Linked DNA regions of Delphinus delphis: region 1 is linked to region 2. A link is a contact called in public Hi-C data. All regions are on one chromosome and are shown on one strand. The core of a region is the stretch at or near the end of the contact, and the rest is flanking DNA. Distances in the headings are between cores, read along the strand shown.

Region 1 (7,144 bases), core at 3,916-6,415, 170 kb before region 2:
CTAAAATTTCCCAAATTCACTGTTCCCTTTGGGACTGCCTGGATGTCCTAGACCAGAGGAGAAGAGGAGGCTGAAATAAAGCCAAGATAGATTATTGTCCCTGATACAGTGGGAGGTGATAAAATTGAGAGTGGAGGTAGAACATTTAGGATTTAAGAGGACAAGCACACACATTCATATCTTGGCAGATGTCATGTTTCCCACAGATCAGTGATAGGTCTGCCTTCAGGATTTTGTGATATGCTGGTAAATTCTCTCTCTTTTTCAATGCCCTGAGTACCCTCTCCCTTAACTTGGAGTTCCTATCCTTTGTTTAAAGCCTTCAGCTAGTAGGCTCATTTGCTGTAAGTAAGGGCTAAATTTTGAACACTATGAAAGATTTCTTTTTTGAAGAGAAAGCACTATTTTTATTATGATAGGCCAAAAGTGTTGAAAATTTCAGAGAAGATATATTAGTTTCCTATTCCTATTATTGTATTACTGCTGCTGTAACAAATTACCACAAATTTAGTGGCTTAAAACAACACAAAGGGGACTTCCCTGGTGGCGCAGTGGTTAAGAATCCACGTGCCAATGTGGGGAACACGGGTTCAATCCCTGGTCCGGGAAGATCCCACGTCGTGGGGCAACTAAGCCCGTGCGCCACAACTACTGAGCCTGTGCTCTAGAGCCCGCGAGCCGTAACTGCTGAAGCCCGCGCGCCTAGAGCCCGTGCTCCGCAACAAGAGAAGCCACCGCGATGAGAAGCCCGCGCACCACAAGGACGAGTAGCCCCCGCTCGCCGCAACTAGAGAAAGCCCGCGCGCAGCAACGAAGACCCAATGCAGCCAAAAATAAACACAATTTTAAAAAATACAAAGTTATTATTCTAAGGCTCTGGATGTCAGAAGTGCAAACGGGATGTCCTTGAACTAAGGTCAAGGTGTCAGCAGGGCTGTGTTCCTTTCCGGAGGCTCTAGGGGAGAATCGGTTTCCTTGACTTTCTAGTTCCTAAAGGCTGCCTGCATTCATTGGCCCATGACCCCTTCCTTCATTTTCAAAGCTAACATCATAGCATCTTCAATCTCCTCAGACTCTTCTGCTTCCATCTTCCACTCTTAAGGACCCTTGTGATTACATCGGGTCCACCTAGATATTCCAAACTCCCCTTGTCAAGATCCTTATTTAATCACATCTACAAAGTCCCTTTTGCCATTAAGGTAATATATTCACAGGTTCTGGGGATTAGGACGTGGACATATTTGGGGGGCCATTAGTCTATCTACCAGAAAAGGGTAGAGCAAGGAATATTGGGTTGAAACTGGGACACTTTAAAACATTTTTTTTTCTCTTACAGTATTTTTTTTTTCTTGCAGTTCAACCACCCTTACTTTTGCCTTTAAAAGCCAACCTAAGAATTCTATAGCTGCTTATGTTAGTATGGTTTCTATTTATAATTCCCATCAAATTTAAAATAGCACCCTAAATGTACAGATTAGCAAAATATATTGGTGGTGGGGAGACAGATGTTGGACCATACATTTATGTATTCAAAGTAGCATTCTAAACCTGATTTTGGTTTTCATATCAAATACATAATATATGGTTTCATTATTCTGCCAAGGCATATTTATTTAGCATTATCAATATTGGGACAAGTTTTACATACCATACTTGTGCTATTTCCTTGTGCCCAATTTTCCTCATTTATAAAGTGGAGGAAAGTAACGGTACCTACCTCATAGGGTTGTTACAATTATAGAAGTTGTGGCTATTACCAAAGACTAATGCATGCAAAGCACGTAGAAGGGCCTAGTAGTGTAACAGCCATTTAATGGCATTGTCTTAATATTACACTATATTTATTGGCTATATAATTGTTTTTTCCTGCTGATGAACCATTTAAACTAGCCTCAAAATGTGAATGCTTCCAAACTGGGGTTCTAATGGAATACACTACTATAAGCACTCAAGCACATCTTTTTTGCTTGTATTGAATTATATTTTAAATTTTTGTCAAAGGCTGTGCACACATTTACAGCTTTTGCTTGGTATTGCTTTCCAAAAGGATTATACCAGTTTCAATACTAACATCAAGGAATTATTCAAACTTTGTTGGCAGGATTTCGAAAAATTTTGCTACCTTAGTAGTCATAAAATCGTGTTTCAAATCTGGTTTAATTTGTACTTGTTACATCCCTGTAAGCATAAATATTTACTTAATGCACTTATTTATATTTTTCCATTCATTCTACAGTTATATTTATTGAGCATCTGGGTGTGTCACTATTCTAGGGACTGGGGATCTAACAATAAATAGAACAGACAAAAATCTACTTATGGGAATGGTTGATACAGCTCTATGAAAACTATAGTCTATTAGGTACTATATTAAACCAGCATAAGCTTTTCAAACTAAGTTAGCAAACCTCTGGAGTATTTGGCCTTTGCAGGAGGATAAGAAGCTGGTGCAGTCATGTGAAGGATGAGCATGGTGAACCTTCTGCTCATTTATTTAATAATAATGAGGCAATTTATTTAAAGATTTGGAGTAAGAAAGTAAATAATTTAAAAACTCATTTTTAAATATAAAAAATGAGTTTTCAAAGAAATTTCCAGCACTTGCCCCCAACCCCTGTCTCCCCTTGGTTTTCCCCCCTATACCTCTGTGGAAAGACTTGAGAAGCATTAACAGACTATTCAAAACTAACTCTTGGGGGCTGAGGAGTAAATGCATGACAAAGTTCCTTGTGTTTTCAGCTTCTGGTGATTACAAATAAAGCCACTGTAAACATCTGTTTTCCAAAGTGGCTGTTTCAGCTGCATTCCTACCGGCAGTGTATGAAAAGTTATACTTGCTCAGCATCTTCATCTTCGCCAACACTTTTTACAGTCCCCCTCCCCCCATTCTAATAGCTGTGTAGTAGTACCTCATTGTGGTTTTACTTTGCATTTCTCTAATGATTAATGATGTGGAGCATCTTTTCATGCTACTTATCTTTTTCGGTGAAGTGTCTGCTCTAATCTTTTGCCCTTTTTATTGCTTCTTTTTTTTTCTCATTATTGAGTTTTGAGATTTCTTTATATTCTCTGAATTAAAATTCTTTATTAAATATATTTTGATTAAAAAAACGCAAGTCACAGGTTATATTTGAGTATGTGTATTCAAATGACTGTGAACCACTTTAATTCCACACTTTGGTTTTTTTTGTAACTAATTTAAATGAATTTGCGATGTTATCTTTCTGAGGAATTATGTTTTTCTCTATCTCTAAAATGAGAGGAACTTAGTTTGCTGTCAAAATCTAAAACAACTCTCTTCAAGCTCTAAAAACGTATTCTGTATACCTTTTAGACTACAGCCTAAAATATAGTAGAAATTCCGCTTCCTGTTAGGATGTAAATAAGCGGAGTGATGTGTGACCCAAGAGTAAAGAAAACACTGTTTTCAAACGACATTACTTTCTAAATTAGTTTTTTTTTTAAGTTAACTAGCAACACAGCCAGCAATGATTTGAAAGAAAAGCTGTTTTACCTTCCCAGAACCCATACCTTGAGAAAAAGGAACTATAAAAAGGCAGGTGTTTTAAGTTTTAAAAGTAGTGCATGCAAGCTCCTCTTAATTCACATTTGCACCTGCGTCTCTTATTTGCAAAAATTGATGCGTAAACTTTCAAAATAGCAAAATGTAAGTTTGTTACAATATTAACCTGTGGTTTCGTGCTCCATGCAGTAGAGCATGTTACCTTGCAAATTTGTATCCTTTACCATTTCTAATCCTTACTGTAGTTAATCTATTTTAACGCTACTTGAACTGAGCAGTTTGTAGTTATTAGACTTGAAACCTCTAGAGTAGTTTTAACTGCCAGAAGCTCCTCCAGTGCAGTTGCCCCGTCCTCCTGTCTCTCCTGAGAAGGAAGGTCACCTTCTACTGTTGACGACCGTACTCATTTGTCTGGGCGAAATTCCCAGTCCGCTCCGGTCTTCCTGCATTCTTCTCCCGGATCAGGGCTCCTTCACCGCGCACAGCAGCTACTTCCCGTAGAGCCGGGGAGGAGATTAAGCACTTTGGAGACCAGCCGCCGACCCGGATTATTTCCCTTTTCAGTTCCAAGCACGTGTCCAGCTAAAAACTTTTTCACCTGTCACACTCCTGCTCATTCTTGATATTCGGTTTCCTGCTACGGTCTTCGCTAGTTCAGCAGCTACGACGTTTGGCAAAAATAACTCGCAGTTTTGCTTAAACAATAACGGCCGCGCAAATTTTATGGTTAGATTTGTCTCAAGTCCGAAGACCGAGCCTCCTAACTAGTGAGGAGGGATGCACCCGAGGACTGAAGAGCTGAGGCCGAGAGAAGGCTGCGGGGACATGCCCTGGCGGGACAGCTCAACCCTCAGGGACACCGTCCGCTCACCCCGGGAAGTTTGGGCTCCCGCCGCCGCTTCCGGACACGCCTCTCCGCGAGCCTGGAACTCGCTTTCCCAGCAGGCCCCGCGCTGCCCTCGGCGTCCCGCCCCCTCGGGTGCGGCGCTCTGCGCGCTCCGGGTCCTGTCACTGCTGGACCCGCGAGCCTGGCCTGCGGCCCCACCCCCTGGCTCCCAGCTCCTTCCCCGACTCCCGCGGGTTCCAGTCCCGACTTCCAGCTCCCCAGCCCCCGCCCGCAGTCGCGCGCGCTCTCCCCGCCCCGCCCTCGTCCCCCCGCGTGCGGCCGCCACAGCCAATAAGATTCGGGGCCGCGTGCGCAGATTCAAACGGCGGCTCTTGAGGGAGGCTGGGCGCGAGATTCGGCGGTGCGGACAAAACCCTGCAGGAGGCTGTGATCCCTGCCGGGCAGTTCGCTGCGGGGAGAGGGCGGGGGTCGGCGCCCGCGGCGGAGCCGCGCTGGGACAGCGGCGAGGAGGCTGAGAGGTGGCGGGAGGGGCCGGCGGAGGGCGGGAGCGCGCCTGCTGACATGTTGGGGGCATCCGTGACCGGGCCGGGCCGGGGCTAGGAGCGGCGCTACGGACCGGGGGCGGGTCGCGGTCCGCGCCTCAGTCCTTCTGTCCTGCCCTGCCGGGGACGTGCGTTCCGCACTCGGTCGCCGCGGAGAGGGACCTCGGAGAGGGAAGCGGAGGGAGGGTCGGGGAGAAGGAGCATTAGCCTGAGGCTGGAGGAGGCTGAACTGCGTCCCCGCCCAGCCCGCGCCTATGCGGTACTTGAAGGATGGCGAAGAGGTCGCGCAGGTGGGTGACATCCCTTTCGCCCGGGCCCGTCGGCACAGTGTCGGCTCAGATTCCCTTTCCTTTCCCGCTGCTTCCGCACCAGGCCCTCCCCAGCCGGGGCAGAGGTTTTCTTCCCGCTGCTCCACAGCCACTTCGGCCCGCTGGCCTCAGCGCAGCCGTGACGTGTGGAGTTGGGGACCAGTGTGTTTCAGACTCAGAAAGTGACTAACAGATGCCCAGGTTGCTCTTTTGAGTCGACTCTCCCCACAGCGCACATCCAGACCCCCAAACGTTCACAGCCACTTCTTGGTGGGAGTTGACAGGTAAGTCTGTGCGCTTTCAGGGAATACGCTCCGCAGATGAAAGTGGAAGTGTCCTGCCTGGACGACCTGAAAATGGTGTTCAGAGGGCCTCTTTTTCTCTGAATGCCTGGGCCAGTTAAAAATAGGAACTTTGTGATAAACCTGGGTGGGGACCCTTCTGCCGTCTTTGCTCCCTTGAAAGGTGTGGAAGTCCTCTGAGGAATAGCTGAGGAGAGAGGACCTTTTTTGATGTTTACTGTAATTACCATACCCATGTTCTCAGCTTTATGTATGTATTTTTAATATCTTCTACTGGGAAGATGCCACACTGTTACCACCAGGAGCTTGATCTTAAAATAAAACAATGTGTTTGAGTCACTTAATATTTTGTGTGTCTGTTGGGCTCTGACTGTGCCTAAGTGTTGCAAAGAGTAGGGCATGTTTTTTTGGAAAACTTGCTAGGATGAATTTACGCTTCTCATTTTTATTTATGTCATTATAGTAACTACTCCTAAATTGTGTGTAGGAATTACTTAGATGACAAAAAACTACAGTATCTTTTAGTTGTCAGTATTATTAAATAAACATGAAAAGATGTTTGACAGGATTTCCAAATGGCTTTATTTATCTAGATCCACAGCCTCAAAGTCTCAACTGGAGGTGTATTTCCCAAGTTGAAATTTAGTACTAGCTTCATTCACTGCAGATTACTGTTAAAAATTGGCAATAAGTACACATAGTATTTGTTGCTCTTCATTTATTAAGTATCTGCTGCATGTAAGGTATCTTTTGCAGAAATCAGCATAGAATGTAGTTAAGTCTTTGTTAGATTATTACTTTGTAGCAACTACAGAATAGATCAAACTCTTGAGGTGGAACAAATTTACACACACACACACACACACACACACACACACACACACTTCTCTAGAAGAGGCTTTTCAACCTAGGCACTTGATATTTTGGATCAGATAATTCTTTGTATTGGGAAGGCGGGGTGGGAGGGGTACTGTCCTGTGCTTTGTAGAATGTCTAGCAGCATCCCTGGCGTCTACCCGGTGGATGCCAGTAACACCCCACTTCCCCCAGGTGTGACGATCAAAAATGTCTCCAGACATTACCAAATGTCTGTTGGGGGCCAGAATCACCCAGGTGAGAATTATTACTCTAGAACATCAAGGACCTGACTGACTTCTCAGTCTTCAGAAAAGATAGATATTAAAATCTCCTGTAACTATAATTACTGAGGTATTGATTTAGGCCTTTTCTTTTGAATTTTTAAATATACCTTCATTAAGCAAGGTGACAAGTGAATGTTGTCAAGTCAATAACAGGAGTTAGTTTATATTCAATGTGTGGCATTATCTACTTATCAGTATTGATGTTAATCTTATTTGAAACAGTTTCTTGGCTAATTCTGTCATTAGCAGTTAGTTATGGTTAGACATGGATGCTTGAATGTCAGAACCCTGCCTTCTCCAGTTAGTTTTTCTGTCCATAATTTGCATATGCTTCATAATAATAGGCTAAGAAAGAAGTGATTTAATGATTAATTTGCCTGTATAAGTTGTTTTATTGACAATACTGTGAGCTTTGAGATCTAAACATTAATTGCACTGTTGACTTTTATTCCTGTCAACTGTATAAATTAATTGAAATGT
Region 2 (7,526 bases), core at 3,604-6,103:
TGGGCGGGTGTGAGCGCCACCATGAGCCGAGGCTGCCATCTGGTGGACACGGCTGAGAACGCCACGTGGAATTGTTTCCCAAGAGCATCCCAGCGGGTCTGAGCCATTTGCCGGCTCCCGCAGGAAAACCGGCATTAGGCAAGGCCCTGGCGTTGTCCTTCACAAGGCACTACTTTCGAGGTCTTTCCCTGCTTTACGCCCCTCCAGGACAAAAAAAGAGACTCAAAGGGAAGGAAAAATCCAAACTTGAAGCTATCCAACACGAAGGACTGTGGGAGCACCCATCCCCCCTTCTCTTTTTATTATATATATTTCAAGTTTTCAGGCTACCTCACTCAATTCATCATTCCTACTCCTTAGTTGTGGTCTGAATCCCACCCCCTCTTGCTGTCTTGGGACCTCCATCTGTTCTGTATGTCCTAGCCTCTTCCCCCTTACTTGATCCTTGTCATCATATTTAAGAGTTTCATGCTTAAAACTCTCAACTTCTTAACCCCTCCGGCTTGCTTGCTCTCCTCTGGTTCTCTCCTCCTCGCCGACATCCACTGACTCCATTTCCTTTTCTCCCACGCATCCTTGGGCCCCTGAAATCCGCAGGGTTAGAGCGAGGCTCTTATCTACCCACCATCTGGCTCTGGCACCATTATTCTGGCTTCCCTCCTGGTATTATTAATAAACTGGCCACGCTGTTAGCAAAGGCCAACCTCTCCCCTGTGCACTAAACGTCAAGCATCACTACCAACAGTTCTTCCTTTCCTCTCCTGTGTCATCAAAATCTCCCTGCCCCCAAATCTGATCCATCAGTAGGAAAATGTTGACTTCCGCATATTATATCAACCATCATCCAACAACTTCCTCTTGTCCCCCTTCCCTTTCCCACTGTTGCCCCCACCTCCCCGCTTCCCTTCAGCCAACTACACCTGCTCTCTCCAATTTCTCTTCTCCCATTCTCTCTGGAATATCTTCCAATGAGCCTTTGCCCCATGTCTCCACTGACAAACTTACCAGGTCGCTAAGGCCCTCCCCTCAGTGCTAATACACCACTCAGTTCTCAGTTCAGACCTGTCATTTGCATCCTCCTGTTCACTCCCTCCTCCCTGGAAATACTTCCTTCCCTTGGTTTCCAGGACACAATTCCCTGGTTTTCTTCTTACTGCACTGCCTGCTCCTGGCCTAGTTTCTTTTCATGCTCTTGACTCTAAATGCTGGAGGGTCCCAGCGTTCAGCCCGTAGATCCTTCTCTTTTCTTACCACACTCACTCCCTGAGTGACCTCACCTGGTCTCATGGCCTTGCTCACCTTCTATGTTGATGACTCCCACTTTACTCTTTCTGTTTAGACTTCTCTCCTGAACTCCAGAATCCACTTCCTACTTGACATCGTCACTTGAATGTCTATTAGGCATCTCACATTGTCCCTAAGACTCAGCTCCTGGTCTTCCCTTCAAAGCCTCTTCCTTATCCCAGCTTAATGACAACTTCAACTTTGGTTGTTTAGGCCAAAAACCTTAGGGTCGTCCTTGGCCACCCCGACATGCCCACCGTGTCTCTGGCCTCATCTCCTTCTCGCTCAGTCTGATCCAGACACCTTGTTCTGAAACCATGCCAGGCATGCTCCACCTCTAGATACGTCCCCAGAGAGCCACGTGGTTTGCAACAGTTACTTCCCCGGTGAGTGTGCTGAGCTGAGCCCAAAAGCTGTTCCGGTCCTAATCCCTGGACCCTGTCTATATTACTTTGTGTGGCAAGAGGGACTCTGCAGATGTGTTAAGGATCTTGAGATGGAGAGATTATCCTGGATCATCTGAGTGGGCCCTAAAGGTAATCACAGTGTCCTTCTAAGAAAGAGGCAGAGGGAGATTTGACACAGAAGAAGGCAACGTGACCGCTGAAGTGAGATGCTACGTTGCTGGCTCTGAAGATGGAGGAAGGGGCCACCAGCAAAGGAATGCAGGCGCTGTAGCTCTAGAAGTTGTTAAAAGCAAGGTAATGGACTCTGCCCTAGAGCCTCTGAAGGGAATGTGGCCCTGCCGACACCTTGATTTGGGCCCAGGAAAACTGATTTTGGACTTCTGAACTTCAGAACTGTAAGATAATAAATGTGTGTTGTTTTAAGCCACTAAGTTCATGGTAATGGGTTACAGCAGCCACAGGAAACTGTAAGTAGTTGAGGTTTTCTCTGTCTTTAAAATTGCATCCTCTCCTCCAACACCCCATCCCCCTTTGCTTTCTCTTTCTTTTTAGTACCTAGCTGCATCAAATATACTCTAAGTTTTACTTACTAGTTTATTGTTTATTATCTGCCCTGCCTGACCCCACCGGCCCCCCCACACCACCACACACACACTTAAGTCCCATGGATGTTAGGCTGCTTGGTTCCCTGCGGTACCCTGGGGATGAGAGCACTGCAAACTGTCCTTCCCTCCTTCCCTTCCTTCCTCTCACCTCTTTGGTCACCCCTCTATCCTTTAATGCTGGTTCCTTTTTCAGCAGTCAGAGTGCAAAGCATGTGCAAATCCAAGTGCCTAAAGGGGCCAGCAGGTAATGGAAATGAGGCCAGAGCAGCTGGCTGTCAGCACAGCTGCTGTGTGTGCGGACTGAGTGGTGGGCTGCCCTGGGGTGGAGGGACTTGTCTCTCAGGAAGCTGGAGTGCTGCCCTGTCCAAAGCAGGTGGGCACAGCTTCACCTCAGCTCTGGCAGACTTTCCCCAGGCAAAACGTGGGCCCAATGATACCATTTCCCAATTTTCCAAGATTTTTACCTGCAATCTCTCACTTTCTACATGGGATTAAAAAAAAAAATGCAAAGAACAAAGCACCACACAGTGCTGCTCCGCAGGACTTCATCCTCAGCCCTTTTCTTCTAGGAATACAGTTTGTCAAGGCCTTTGCTTCTACATCCATGGTGTCAACTGCTCTCTCTATATGGGTGTGTTTCCAACTCGCTCCCGAGCTCCAGAACAATGTATTCAATTACCTGCTCGGGGTCTTCACCTGGATGTACGTGAGGCATGTCCAACTCAAAATGATTATCATCTTCCTCCTAAAGTTTACAGTCCCTACGTTGGTAAATGGCCCCACTGTTTACCGATGCCCCAGCCAGAAACCTCCACTTCTCCTGTCTCACTAATCAGACACAAAATCCTGCTGATTCTAACCAATTTTTCTTACATCTCCATATCTCTTACATCTACCCTCTTGTACCAACTGCCGCTCCTTGGTGCCTTTTAGCTGGAGCCTGACAATTACCTCCAGTCTTTCCTCTCCACTGCCGCCAGAAAGCTTCAGCTTAATCCTAATCATGCCACCCTCCTTTGCATGCAGCTATTCCAAAAACACGTTCTACGTGACACTGGTTCCAAGGGATATGAATGGGGTTGCTTGATAAAGAGTTCTGTGATGACACAGGTTTAGAACAAAGAGTTTAAATACAGCTAAACTTTTTGTTTCTTTTCTTCCCTGCAGGAGCTCTCAGTGTCCTTCGTGTGCTGACGTATATCCTGACTCTCCACAGGGTGATGCAGCAGTTGGTTAGTTTCGCAAACTTATCTGGCCATGGGATTCTTTTTTTCATGGGGCATCTTAAAGAGTATGTTTCACAGTGAGGACTATTGCTTCAACAGCTTTCTGTTATCTACAGGACACAATTAAAATTCCTTAGCATAGGACTGAGAACAAGGATAGTGAAGCCAGAACACCTGGGTCCAGATTATGGGTGTGCCACTTGCTTAGTGTATGACACTGGGCAAATTAGTTTTCTCCATGCCTTTATTTCTTTATCTGTAATAGAAGGATAATAATACAGCTTGGCATAGCTTTGTTGTAAGGATTAGAGTTATTAGTAGTAGTACATGTAAAGTGTGTAGGACAGCGCCCTGTGCTTGGTAAGTGCCCAGTAAATTTGGCTATTTTCTAATTCATGGTCTTTCGCCATCTGTTTTTTCTTTCCTCACGTCCTCCTATCATGGTAGGTCCAGTCTTTAGCTACTTTTAGATCCTGGAACTACGGCTTTTGTCTCTGGTGTTGCTCTTCCCTTTGCCTGAAATTCCTCTCTAGTCCCCTCCTTTCCCCCTATTTATCTCCACCTGTTAGCTCATTTCCCCCCCTGTGTTCCCAGGCGGACTTGTGCACCTGCACATTCAACAAGTATTTATCAGGCAGCTACTATGTACCCGGCATTTCTGGAGGGCGAGTCAGACGTGTCATAACGTTTAATACCCTGACTGCCCTGTACATGCCAGGGAGTCAAGCTCCTGGTGATTTCTCTCATCCCTCTCTCTTCTACACCCTCTGTCCGCTGCATTCTGCAGAGGCCCGTTTCACTCCTGTCCGCTCATGCAATTCCCTGCTAGACTTTGCTGCAGAGTCTTTCGTCTTTGTATCCCCGGCACCTAGAATAGTTTTGGGCACATTACATACACCCGATACATATGTGTTGATTGTATACATGCATTTCTCTGGGTCACTGTTCCAAGCTCTCCGCTGCCTGCGTAGATCTGGGACCAGGCGCTCTCCTCTCTGGGCCTTACTTTCCTAAACTGCAGATCAGGCAGAGGAAAAGCAGCCTATCGCGCCGCGCTTGGCCGTTTGGCTGCTTAGCTGCTTGGCAGACAGCACCGTCCAGGCCGCCGCGCACTGCGGTACCCGGTCCCCAAATTCTCGAAAGTGACACGAGGAAGAACGTGCCGGCCCGGGCGAGTTGCTCCCCGGGGGCTGCGTGGGCTCGGCCGCACCCTCCGATCCCCTGCCCGCCAGCCCGCGCCGCCCGCACTCACGCTGCGCGTTGCAGTTGCCTCAGCAAGTGCGCTACCCTGTCGCGAGGAGCGGCCATGGCTGTGCGGAGTGCTTCTCTCCGCGGCCCCGCCCCCTCCGTCTCCGGCCAATCCCGGCCGCCGCCTCTCCTCCACCGGCCAATCCCGGCCGCCGCCTCTCCTCCGCCCACCCGCGCCGCGGTCTCCGGCCCCAGCGACAGCCCTTGGCAGAGGACCATTTTCCCACCAGTCGGAACTACGACTGCCCCAGCTGCAAAGTCTCACCATACACCTTTGAAATTGCCACACAGGTAACTGCTCCGTAGGGATTTGGGGTACTTTCCTATGTCTCTATATAAACTATGTCACAAGTTGGGGACGTGGGGAAAGGGAGAAACAAGGGCATTCTTTTTCCACTCTGACTGCTATTTTGGCTTCTCAGAGTATTTTCAGAATAAATTAAGACACTGCATTTAAATTTGTTTTAACGGTAAACAAGAACTTTGCGAAAAGCCCGAGGGTCTTTTTTTATTTTTACAAGGCCAGTATTGTGTCCAACTGCTAGATCAAGTCACAAAACAAAAGACAGAAAAATTCCCAAACAAAACAGTAACAAAAACAAAAAATCCCAGACAGTTGAGAAGAATTTAAAAGGTGTTAAATGGTCTATGAATGGTTTGGCTTTTGATGAAGTTGTTCAGGATACCATTAAATGGTTTTATCAGTAGTTGTTTCCACGGTTATGTGGGAAGGGAGGGCCAGGGTTTAGCAGCTCCAAGTTTCCAGGTCCCGGTGGAAACAATGATCAATGATGGCAGAGTTAACTTTATCACAAAGTATTTTAAGACAGTAACAACTGAACATCTGTGTTTTAGTAACCTATTATGAAATCTGAATTAATCTTTTCTTTCATAGCAATTTCTAAAAGTAACAAAGATGAGACAACAGTGAAAAAATGAGAGACAAACGATCTCAATTTTAATTTCCTATCAATTGTCAGACCAAAAAGCAAGAGTGGCTCCTCAGACCTATAACAGCAGCAAAAAAGCACTACCCCCCCATTCTAGATGTACTATGAACCCTTTTCAGGAGATATGTATTTTTACAAAGATGAGTTACTGACATCAATTAGGGAAAGAGACCCAGAATAGCTGTAAACATTTCACCTCCTAATCAAACCAGCTCAGGTAAATTTGACAAATGAATCAAAAGATAATGTTCCAAGTAAGGACTTTGTGAGTTTCTTTCTCTCTTCCCCAAACAGACCTACTTGAAGCTTTAAAAAAACTGGGGACATAAATGTTGATAAAGATTTAAGTATAAAATTAGGATTAATGAGGATTATTACTATTATTTAGTGAAGCCCCAATTTATCATTTACAGCAAATTAATGTTTTCAGTGTTGGAAGAGGCACCAGTTGTACTACACTTTCAATATTATATCTGATACCAAAAGAAGTATGAGCTTTTCTAATAAAAGTGGTCTCACTGAAATCATAATTTAGCTGCTATGTTTTCTAGAAAGTAAATTAAAGTAATCTGTGCCAGGTATCCAGGTCACAAGCTTTACTTAAGATTTGTACCAGTAGCCAAAAAGTTAAAAGCAACATTACATAAGACACTTTTATTAAATAACCTTTACAACCGTTCTGAAAATGTAACTTTTCTGTCCCTCTCCTTTGATAAATACACAAGCTTGTTATCAAAATAATGCAGATACCAATCTATTAAAAGTCTCTGAAATACGACCAGCTCTCTCCCTTACACCCCATCCAAAGTTTAAAGAGAGAGAGGAAAAAAATGGCTGTTTAAAAACAGAACTCACTCCTAGTTATCACAAATTCTTTCCAATTCGTATGTCCTTAAATACATCCTTTAATCTCCAGCAAAAGTTTTGGCTGTGGGAAATGCATTAATTTGTCGAATCAAACATTTACAACCATCTTCAGAGGAGGGCAAGCCTAGCCCTTTAACCTGAAGCTCGTTGCAGGCAGCGGCCCCATCTTCTGTATCCCCCTACTGTACCTAGAACTTAACATTAAGTACAGTTCTCGGTTTACAAGCAGGTCCGAGGGTGAAATTTACTTCCTCCTCTTTCCTCCTTGGTGTTGCCCTCCTTTTCTCTTGCCACTCAAGCCAGGCCGCCCGGAATTCATCTTGCCTCCCAAGCCCCCTTTCCTCTTCCCTCCTTGGCTGGGCGGGCCCCCTTTCCTCTTACCCCCGGGACCCTTTCGGCCCCCCTTTCTCTTGCCCTTCTGACTCATTTTCCTCCTCTTAGCCGCCTCTTCCTGGTCCTCCTCCCTCATCTGCTTATTGGTGGCCCTCGTAACGTCCAACTGAGGCTTCTTGCTGTTCATTATTCGCAGCATCTCCAACTGGCTGTTTTTCTCGGCTGCAAAGTCCCCGAAAAGAGGCTGAAACTTTCTCTTCTTTCCAGAGCCCCGGGGCGCCTTCTCCTTGGGCAGGCGCTCCTGGAAGCGCCCCACAGAGGCGGTGGAGACCCTGGCCACCTGCACGGCGCGGCCAAGCTCCTCCTTACTCTGGTGTCCGGTAGGGTGCATGCCGGCCGCGCTAGGCAGCCGCAACTTGTGCGCGCGGGCCAGGTTACGCAGCCGGTTCAGCTCGTTCTTGGCCACCCGTTCCTTCTTAGCCTGAATCCGCTTGGCGAACTGGTCCTCCATGGGGTCGGCATTCCCGGGCACCTCGATCAACCATTCCTTGGTGTCGTCGCGGGCCCGCTGGTAGCCCCAGCGGCGGCGCCACTGGCCGCTCCCCT

Evidence for each region. A called contact is a pair of places that touch in the nucleus more often than the background predicts.
Region 1: a Hi-C map of lung shows a contact between it and region 2, with 3 times the contacts expected there. The contact joins the promoter of MYBL1 here to the promoter of ADHFE1 in region 2. A contact is called at or near these places in 2 of 3 Hi-C or Micro-C datasets (lung and muscle).

Annotation. Positions count from the first base shown.
Region 1 is chr17:12,303,207-12,310,350 of mDelDel1.2, reverse strand. MYBL1 (MYB proto-oncogene like 1) reads left to right here and starts at 5,165. Exons shown (of 16, transcript XM_060035162.1): 1 at 5,165-5,202. The coding sequence starts at 5,183.
Region 2 is chr17:12,131,761-12,139,286 of mDelDel1.2, reverse strand. ADHFE1 (alcohol dehydrogenase iron containing 1) reads right to left here and starts at 4,853. Exons shown (of 15, transcript XM_059994715.1): 1 at 4,775-4,853. The coding sequence starts at 4,830. RRS1 (ribosome biogenesis regulator 1 homolog) reads right to left here. Exons shown (of 1, transcript XM_059994712.1): 1 at 5,270-7,526. The coding sequence ends at 6,832. LOC132413046 (a long non-coding RNA gene) reads left to right here. Exons shown (of 3, transcript XR_009516587.1): 3 at 3,464-4,086.